Regions from separate parts of the Zea mays genome. Here region 2 is linked to region 1. The links are chromatin contacts, called in public Hi-C maps. All regions are on one chromosome and are shown on one strand. The core of a region is the stretch at or near the end of the contact, and the rest is flanking DNA. Distances in the headings are between cores, read along the strand shown.

What was found. A called contact is a pair of places that touch in the nucleus more often than the background predicts.
Region 2: a Hi-C map of ear shows a contact between it and region 1, with 2.7 times the contacts expected there. The contact joins the promoter of CNR5 here to the promoter of LOC732753 in region 1. A contact is called at or near these places in 2 of 25 Hi-C or Micro-C datasets (ear and tassel).

Annotation. Positions count from the first base shown.
Region 1 is chr8:3,656,602-3,661,781 of Zm-B73-REFERENCE-NAM-5.0, reverse strand. It overlaps LOC732753 (cystatin 4), which reads right to left and starts at 2,228. Exons shown (of 4, transcript NM_001308502.1): 1 at 1,922-2,228; 2 at 1,569-1,788; 3 at 66-211. The coding sequence starts at 2,137.
Region 2 is chr8:4,097,435-4,102,614 of Zm-B73-REFERENCE-NAM-5.0, reverse strand. It overlaps CNR5 (Cell number regulator 5), which reads right to left and starts at 3,251. Exons shown (of 5, transcript NM_001138613.2): 1 at 3,117-3,251; 2 at 2,807-2,930; 3 at 1,753-1,929; 4 at 881-1,107; 5 at 1-299. The coding sequence starts at 1,927. The coding sequence ends at 147.

The DNA of each region.
Region 1 (5,180 bases), core at 979-3,478:
ATCCATAACTGGCAATATTTGGGAAAGGGCTTGGGGGTCTTAAGATCCATTTTGCAGAAACTAACCTGTGCATGGGCACGAAGGATCTCGAGAAGTTCGTAGGGAAACAGGGAGTTGGACCTCTCTTGGATCGATTTCACAGCATGGTGTGCAGCATCTTTGACCACAGGATCCTCTACTGGAACCTCACGCCAACCAGGCTCATGTCCACCTGTAGTATCGTCGGTTAAATGCCAACTTAGAATTTTTAAAGAACATATATGTTAAAAAAAATCTCCAGCTTAGGTTCTAACATGCGCGCCACAATCAAGATACCGAGACAAAAGGAGTGCCAGTGATCGAAAGGCCAGTTACCACTTCTCTAGTGACAATTTACTGAATGTGTGGTTAATTGTTACGCATCATTAAAATTTGCATCCTCTCAACATCAGGACATCAAGACAAAGATGGAAAACAAAAGCCAGCGCACCGTGACTAGGGCTGAAGTTAAGGTGGGGCACTTTTGTGAATTTTCAGCTTTCCTGACAAGTGATCAACTGAATGTATGTCCAGTTTCAAAATTAAACAACAAATAAAACAAGAACAAACTCCAAGTAATCAAACATATCAGCATCCATGGTCCCTAAATACAACTGAGCAAAGCAGTAAACATGGATCAATGCTCGCCATTTAGCAATGGTTTGACTCAGTTATGCTATAGATTTGTGTGTATGTGCGTTGGTGGGTGGGTCCATTTCATTTCCAAGAACCTTGCCTTGTGTATCAGTATACCAATCTGGCTTGTGTCGCCTATCAAGTTACTTTGTGTATGATCATATCAATTGGACCTCTAAGCTATCATTATTCCTGGTTATCCAAAGCACTTGTGTAAGTAACATATAGGACTTCCAAGCCATAACTCTTGTAAACGATGTGACTTAAACTTATTACACTTGAGGCTTCAGACAGTTAAAACTCACAGCCTGAATCACGTAAGGCTGTAACTAGTAGTAATGCTAAGACGAGCGTCCACATATGTTTGCAAACTAGGTCTTCCAAAAGATGATTTCAACCCGCTCCAGCAAGAGTTTCAGGCCCACTATGTGCTTGAAGGGAACTTATCATCATTTCTGCATTTAGCAAGGATGACTTGTGCCAATAGATTTTTCAGCGAATCAACTAATGACCTAATAAACCCTAAGAAGATACATCGGATGCTATCATGCTAATGCCATTTCCCTTCTTGTTTCGCAATGGTTACCCCCATCACAACTTTCCACAATTAATCAAAATAATGAAGTAATAAAGATCACACCGGTTACTGTTGTCTACTTATAATCCATTGAGATCTACAATTCAAACGAACACTCACCATTTTCCAAACTAGATCAGCACATACCCTCTTACTACTCTTGAGGATTTGCTTCCTCCATCCAAAAGAAATAATTGCACATGTCAAACAATCCGCACTAAGGCATTTCTACAAACACGCTACTGCACAGGCCACCCAGGCTCCAGCCCTTGTACTCGCTATGCAGACGCATCAACAGTGGTAGCAATGTCTCCATCTCATAAGCGGGAGCACGAACCTTGCTTGGCGCCGAGGTCGGCGTTGGTGAAGGCGGTGGCGTCCCCCTTGTGGCTGAATTCCTGGAGCTCCTTGAAGTCGAGCCATGGCTTGACCCAGACCTTGGCCTCGTAGAGCTTCTTCCTCCCGGCCTCGACGGCCTCGAGCGTGAGGTGGTGCAGCGTGCCGGCCACCACCTGCTCCTTGGCCTCCACCACGCGCACGAACTCCAGCAGCGCGTTCTGAAGCCAGGCGCACAGATGTGCATCGACAGAACCGTCCCCCCCAGATCAGCACAGGAATTCAAACGAATCACGGAGCACCCGGAGGGAGACCGATCGAGAAGCAACGGAAGGCCAGGGAGAGGCCGCTGACCTCGCGCCTGTTGTGCTCATCGACGGCGAAGCGGCCGAGCCCGTCGGACTCGGCGCTGTTGGCCGCGGCTGGGTTCTCCTTCACGCCGCCGAGGACGTGGCCGGCCATGGCTGCTCCTCCGATCGCGAGGGACGCGCAACCGAGGAGTAACAGGAGGAGCAGGAAGGCGCTCGGAGGGTGAGCGGCGGCGGCGGCTCGGGTCGCGGCAACGCGCATGCTCTGGTAGTGGGGAGGAGGACTGCGAAGTCTGGCGGTTTGATTCACTTGAGATTGCTTTGGCTTTGCTTTGCTTCGTGGGAGGGGAACGGGTGGGGTCAGGCCGTCAGCGTTTTAAGCCATCAAGGGCGGTTGCGGGGACACGTGAGCGGACGCGTGGACCAGCGGAGATGCAATCTGTGCAGCGGCATTCGGCAACGGCGGTTGCTTAACTGGGAGGTAAAGCGAGACGCATCAATATTGGGTTGGGCTGGGCTTTCCTGGGTTAGGCCCGGAAGCCAGGAAATAGAGAGGGGGGGTCCAATGACATTTAGTATTCCGCATCCTGACTGACCGAGTGACTGGAAGAAGGAAGAACTTCTATAGCGGGCCCGGAGGAGGGGGAAACAGTGGGCCGTGGCTGTAAAACCGGAACGCACTGCGGGCCTTAATAAATCTTTTACCCAAATTATGTGGTTTGGGCCGTACTTCTTCTTTCGCAGTAATGAACCATCGCGCCCCATCGATGATCGAGAGCGTAGATATGTACCGATCGAATTTTATAGATAGAGAGAGATTCATCGTCGTCAATTCGTCAGCATCCGTCGCATTGGCCGAGGGTACCTCCTGCCAAAAAGAAGAAAAAAAAAAGGGTTCGCATGCGATGCTGCCGAGACCGGAGAGTACAGTACACGACGGGCACTGACGGCGCATCGGGATTGAAGCGGTCCTCCACTACCACTGCCACTCCAGATCTGCCCAAAACACCCTGACGGAGACGGACGGAGGGTATCTTTTCAACAAGTGCAAGGCGCCTCGTGCTAATTCCAAGGTGTTTTTAGGTCCTCATGTTGGCCATGACCGAGGCATCGCGCGGGTCGCCTGCGAGTGCGCTTTGCGTTGATCCAATCACAAGCAGCGGGGGCAATCATGCATGCCCCCGTCGTCCCTTCTTCTGAAAATCTGTCCAAATCTTGATCATGCTTTTCGCAAATAATGGTCGCCGGAATCTTGACCTGTGCCGAACTGCCGATGCCGTCGCAGCGATGGCAGGACAGATACACCATCAATGCTAATGCTCGAAACAACAGGACACATGCGCATGGCTGCCTGCCGGTGAGCCGACGGTCCAGCTTGTGTTCAGATCTCCCCCAAGGGACCGGCGCTACCTAGTTAAGAGCAAGTTTAATAATAAAGGCCGCAGCAAGCTTTATGCTAGTTAAGTCTACTCAACGAGTGTTTCGTTTCTATAACTAATTTTTAGTCGTTCGATTTTATTTCATTTTAGTATTTAAATTATCAAATATAGAAACTAAAACTCTATTTATTTTAGTTTCTATGTTTAATAATCTAAAGACTAAAGTAGAATAAAATGATGGAACTAAAATTTAGTCCATATAAATCAAATATCTCCTTTATATAAACTATGCATTTAATACTTGTTTCATCTCTTCATTCTATAAAATGAAATTGTCTTAGACTTGGTGACCAGCCTACTTTCAGGTGCCTGCTAGTGAGCAGCTTGTTTTTCTTTCTCTCCACATCTCTTTCTTCCACGTCACTATAAATCTGACATATCATACAATCCCCCTATATCACCTTATTATACTTGCTCTAAGCTCAATTGAGCGATACACACATCATTATCTATTATAGCAATGACTTATATTTTATTTAATTATATTAATTATTATTAGATACATATTAAATATATTTGGAGCTCTATACCCCTTGAAACTTATAAAATCTTTCATGTTCGTTAGCACATCGAGGCCCTCTAAGACCTTTCGAATGTTCGAGACCTTATAGCCCTTGGGACGTCAGGGCCCTCCGTGACTATGGGAACGTCTCGAGGCATGGTTCTTGGGACCTCGGGGGCGTTCGAGACCCTCGGGGATCATTTAGAGTATTCAGAGTTGTTGTACCATTCATTAAATATATTTTTGTCAGCGGTTTTGCTGCTGCGTTAAAATCAAGTGATTTTGATGGGACGTTTTATAAGAGATGATATGATAAGACGATCGTGTGGTTGAGAGCAATGAACTACTATCATTCTGCATAGGGAAAATCCGAATAGTTTACTCCTTACGAAAACAAAGCTTTATAAGTTGTTGATAACATGTTTTGAGGCACCATGGTGAAGCGTCCCAATCCTCTGGGACTCAAATGTGATACAATTACTAGTCCCAGGAGGCTAGTAAACACATTTATACATCAGATGATTCCAGATCTGCTTAAACGAGACAAACCTATAAAGGTGGCGAACAACTTTAAGAGTTGGTCCACAACTCGGAACATATCATCAGAGTGGGGCTGAAGCAGCCCGATATACGCAGTGAAGCAATTCAGCGGTCCAACAGCCACAGGCAAGGTTGGGAACAGTCGTAACTCTTACCCGATCTCTTTTTTCTGAAAAACAACAAATAAGCAAGGGTGAGTACAAACGTACTCAGCAGCCCACCTTCACCCGCGGAATGGGGAAATCAGATATAATGCATGGAATATGTGGAGCTCAGGATATTTTGCAGAAACACCAATATTTTATGCATAGTTGTTTTGAAAAACATTTTGTATTTTTGCAAAGCGCATCCTCTCCAAAAGGAGCAGGAAGTTTTTCAGTATTATAACAAAATCCCCTGGACTAAACCATCCAGGTATCTCAGCAGTTCCCACTGGTTTTCATTTTCAAAAATAGCTACTGGACTTCCCGTCCACCATAGCTCACGGCTCAACCGCCGAACCTTTTTTTAAAAACCACTTTTCAAAAGCATCTCTTTTTTTGGAAAACAAAACATTAATTGTCATACCATACCAGACTCGTCCATTCCTGTGGACACAGACTATTCGAATAGGTTTTCAAACTCTGCGCAGAGGTGTACACTTTACCCACCAGTTCGGCTCTGCGATCCCATGGCCAATGAGACCCGAATCCGACTCTCTTTCTTTCCCCACACGTCCTAACCTTAACGGTTATCCGGAAGGAGTCAGGCCACCACCATGTCCAAACCGGACAAAACTTTCCCCCTCCTTATCCTCCCGGTGCTCCCCAGCCTTCATAACCCTG
Region 2 (5,180 bases), core at 2,002-4,501, 440 kb before region 1:
GTGTTTACAACTCTACAAACAACATAGCAGCGTTGTGAGAGCCCAAGAACAAAAATATGTCAAAATGCCAACAGGCAAAGGCAGCACTAGTCACCAGGCCACACACCAAAGTTTGTCAGATAACATACATTCATATCAGTTAAAGATCAAAGCTCATCCATCGTCTGAACTGGAGGTGGAGTCACATTAGGAGCTGGTGAGGAGCCACTGCCTGTTCTCTCACGGATCTCCCTGTACTCCTGGCATATAGCACACAAGTGACAGAATAAGTGTGTCGTCAAATCGCCACAGGGTGCTTCCTGCATAGGTAAACATTCCAGTGTGAGAAAAAAAATTATATTAACCCCACGGCAGCTACAAGGTGCTTCCTGCATAAGGCATCTAGGTGCGCTAAGGCCCTATTTGGCACGGCTCTGGCTCCTTGGTACAAGTGCGACGGAGCCATTGAGCTATACCAAATGTGGACTAAGTATGCTATGTTTGTTTTGGTACCAAGAGCAACCGTATCATTGACAGTGACTTTGAGCAATGCAATTGCAAACACAATAGCTGTAAAGGGATCCAATAACATGTCCCTAATAATTCTATTTAAACAGATTTATCATCAATTTTAGCTATAGAAAAGGCAATCAACTGTATCGCAGAGCTCACTATTAGAAACAGTGGAGGATGTTGTCATAATGTCCTGTATGAAGCCCTAGTATGCATCTAGTATATTTAAACTAAAACAAAAGTATGCAGCACTGCTCATTTGCCCCTTATAGCAAAATTACAGTAGTTGAGAAAAGGCTGCATGATGTAAAGAAAATTGCCTCTGATTACAAATATGCAGGGGAAGAAAAATCCCAATATAACAACCACAGTGCTTCAAACCACATACCGGAAGATTGTACTTTGTTCTTAGTGCACTGCGATATCCGCAAGCATAACAAGCAACGGCAGATCCTGGAACTGCTAATACTAGACCTCCAGTAAATACACAGCATAGACTTGTGAGAAGGCCCCACAACATGCAATGCGTAGTGCATGATCCAGCAAGAGTTCCAGATCCCAAGAATTGTGCATTCTTTCCAAAAAGGAAACAGGGGCAAATCGCACCAATACAACCTAGAAAAATGGCCACAAAATCCTGTTATGCAGGTAAATGGAACTTTTCAGTAGTTCAGTACTACACGATTATGCATTGGATGGTGAGACCTCCAAACTAGATCGAATAAATATACAATACCCAACAGATAGGTAAAAGAGGTTTTATTCAAGCACAATTCCATATTATTAACACCTTGTTTGGTTGGTCCTGTCACCATGGCTACATTTTGTTGTTGCCTTCTCAGTTGAGCAAATTTATATACTACTGATAAACAAAGGATCAGAAAATAATTGGGAATAAGCATTTTATCCTAATTTTCTATTTTTACTTATTACATGCTGAGGCTTAAAGCTACATATTTTTACTTATAAAATACTGCAGCAGAAACCATAGTACTGCTCTTTTAATGGTCGCATGTTAGGTTGTATATAGTAAATAAGCGCTAAAATGTAGTTCTCTTATTTTCTTTACATACCAAATGTAGCATGTTCTTGTGTTTATGTAGCATGTTCTACAAGAACATGCTACATTTGGTATGTAAAGAAAATAAGGGAACTACATTTTAGCGCTTATTTACTATATACAACCTAACATGCAACCAAATAGCACATTTTATATTTTTCTTCTGTAAATCAAGGATCACAGATTAGAAAGTGGCATACAGCTCTGGGGGTCATCAAAACAGGCACAGATGCCAGATGACCATTGTGTTGGATCCTGGTTTAGTTTAGGGCGCGTAGCATGGTTCTCTTCCACGGCAGGGACACGATCCTCTTCGGTATCTAGGCTGTATAAGGGAATATATTGTGGAGGTACATAGCTTCCTTTTCCAGCCATCCCTGTGAGAAAAAAAAGAGGGTGGTTTCATGAAAAAAAACATTAAGCTTTAGATCGCGTGCATATGATTGTAAACCACAAGAGAACAGAAAACTGGTATGTCCCACTCCCAGAAAATAAAGTAAACATATTGTCTACACGAAGGCAATTGTTGTTTTTGGTTAACTATATATATTCGAAATTTTTCTTATAACCTAGACGATGGGATCCCAGAATTTAACTCCTTTCTCTGGGGAATTGATTCCCATTGTAAAGTGAATCGAGGTGTCCGTTTGGCAAGCTACCTGGGGTCAGGCTGGCGGAGAGGGCGGCACCGACGGAGACAAAGATGAATCAGGTGGTAGATAGGGGGATCGCAGCCAGCTGCAGTCAGGCGCGGGTGGAGAGTGGAAAATGTGAGGAGCAGAAAAAAAATTCAGCTCCCCACGTTGGTAAAATTCCTTCAAATTCTCGAGTGGAGCTGGCCGGCAAAAATGCGTTCTATCAAACAGACGCTAGTTTCACCATCAACAGGCAGGGCAATCAAATCAAATCAAACAAAGAGATGAGTTGCAAATTATAGATGTAAAAGATCATAAACGAAGGAACCTTAACAGATAATTTGATCCCACCTATGTACAGACAGAATAAATGCTATAGTATTACAGAAGATAATAGGAACAATTGGATCTATACCATTAAAAGATCCAAACTTTAGATATATACCATGGACCCCACATGTCATTGACTCATGTGGACCCACATGTAAGTGAGATAGTAATGGTATGGATCCAAAGTGGTGATCTTTTAATGGTATGGATCCAAATTTCCCAAGAGAATAATAATAAGCACAATATAAGAGTACGGAAACGGGGGATTAACATTTGATGTGTAGCTCACCAACCAAAAAAAAAGATGGCAGTCCTTCAAGCTAGGACCCAAAATTTGCTTGCTTGCGCCAACGCGCAGCCTCGTGTTCCCCGATCCCCGGCCCTAAACGTTCGTCCCCAACGAATGCTTCGCCCTGCACATTCAGCGCATGCGTGGGCCGAGCCGGATTCCGGTCGGCAAGGAGTCAGACGATAGCATGGGAGATCTGGGGAAAGCATGAGCATCGGAATGACGCAGCACAGAGACGGCGGATCCAGAGGGGGGAGGAAGGACAGCAAATGAAATGATTGGGAGGCTGGCTGCGAGCCACGCGCCGTACCTGCTCTACGCCCGCCCGGGCAGGAATTCCTCGCGACGGACGGAAAGTGCGGAGGCTGTCCTCCCGAGTCCAAACTCCAAAAAGGCGGCTTCCTTCAGCAGGCGAGGGCAGGGGCAGGGAGAAAGAATGAAGACGCGCAGGGGCCTGGGGGTGACGACGAGGCAAGCTGGCTTCTAGAAAGGTAGCTCTGAGATTCGTGCATGTCGATTCTACTACGAAATCTGTGTGGGGCTCACGAGTTTCGTATAAGAAGAAGATTTGTTAAAACAGCGAAATCAATGGAAGTTTGTTTGAACCAAAGACAACAGCACAAACATTGACAAGGCTCAAACAAACAATCACGCAACAAACAATTTGTTAGTGTTAGAATGTAGAATATAATATAAGTAAATTATCCATATATTTCCATCAGTTTAATCTTTCGGATTAAATTGGTTGGGGTACAGTAACTTAATACGGTATCACGTAGAGATCTCGAGTTCAAATCCTGACTAACACAATTAAATAAAATAATTATTGTTCGCTCAATTAAATAAAATAATTGTTGTTCGCTCCTATATTCTGTGTCAGAGACCCAAAAAGGCTTGACGTGAGAGGAGTGTTATAATATAAGTGAATTATCCACACATTCCCATCAGCTTAAAATTTTGGTTGAATTGATTGGTATATATAACTTAATAATTAGATGATGAAATTCCAATATGCTGAAATTCCAAGTTGTCGCAGCCGGGTCGTCGCCGCATGTGCCCTCAGCTTCGTCGCCGACGGGCTACTGTGCCTGCGTTCTCGACGGTTACGCACCCATCCTTGTTGTTGTCGACCGACATCCTTGTCGTGAGCGCGCCAGCGACGCGAGATAATTGCCAAGGGAACGGAGACAGAGAGAAACCTCTGCGTTGGCGCGGGATTCACTAGCGGCCGATGTATAGCAGACGTTTGGAGTCCGTCACATTTAGGGGATCGACTGCTAACGATAAAATTTAGAGTGTCATTTACCGGGCTTTGCTAGAGGCATAGTGAGAGCACCTAGAGGGGGGTGAATAGGTGATCCTGTAAAACTTGAAACTTAATGCCACAAAAACTTGATTAGGAGTTAGCACAATAAATCCAAGTGGCTAGAGAGGAGTTCTTGCAAAACACGATAACCACAAGAATATCAACACAGAGATGGCACAGTGGTTTATCCCGTGGTTCGGCCAAGTCCAACACTTGCCTACTCCACGTTGTGGCGTCCCAACGGATGAGGGTTGCACTCAACCCCTTTCAAGCGGTCCAAAGACCCACTTGAATACCACAGTGTTTTGCTTTCACTTTACTATATCCCGCTTGCGAGGAATCTCCACAACTTGGAGTCTCTCGCCCTTACAAAGATGTTCACAAAGAAGCACGGAGTAATGGAGGGACGAGCAACGCACAAAAGACACAAAATCAGAGCGACAATACGCACACAAGTCACAACAAGAGCTCTCAACACAACTCAAAGAGTTCTCTACTCAAATGGAGCTCTAGTTGCTATCACGAAGAATCGAATGCGCGGAATTGAAGTCTTGGTGCTTAGGAATGCTTAGAGAATGCTTGTTGTACTCCTTCATGCGTCTAGGGGTCCCTTTTATAGCCCCAAGGCAGCTAGGAGCCGTTGAGAGCATTCCAGGAAGGCAATTCTTGCCTTCTGTCGCCTGGTGCACCGGACAGTCCGGTGCACCACCGGACACTGTCCGGTGCGGATCTCTTTCCTTATTTGGCGAAGCCGACCGTTGCAGATTCCGAGCCGTTGGCGCACCGGACACTGTCCGGTGCACACCGGACAGTCTGGTGCCCCCTTCTGACCGTTGGCTCTGCCACGCGTCGCGCGCGGATTACGCGGCCGACCGTTGGCTGGGCCGACTGTTGGCTCACCGGACAGTCCGGTGAATTTTAGCCGTACGCCGCCGCCGATCTCCCGAGAGCGGCCAGTTCGCAGATGCCAGCCTGGCGCACCGGACACTGTCCGGTGCACCACCGGACAGTCCGGTGCACCCAGTCCGAGCAGCCTTTTGGCTGTACACAGCCAACTTCTCCAAAATT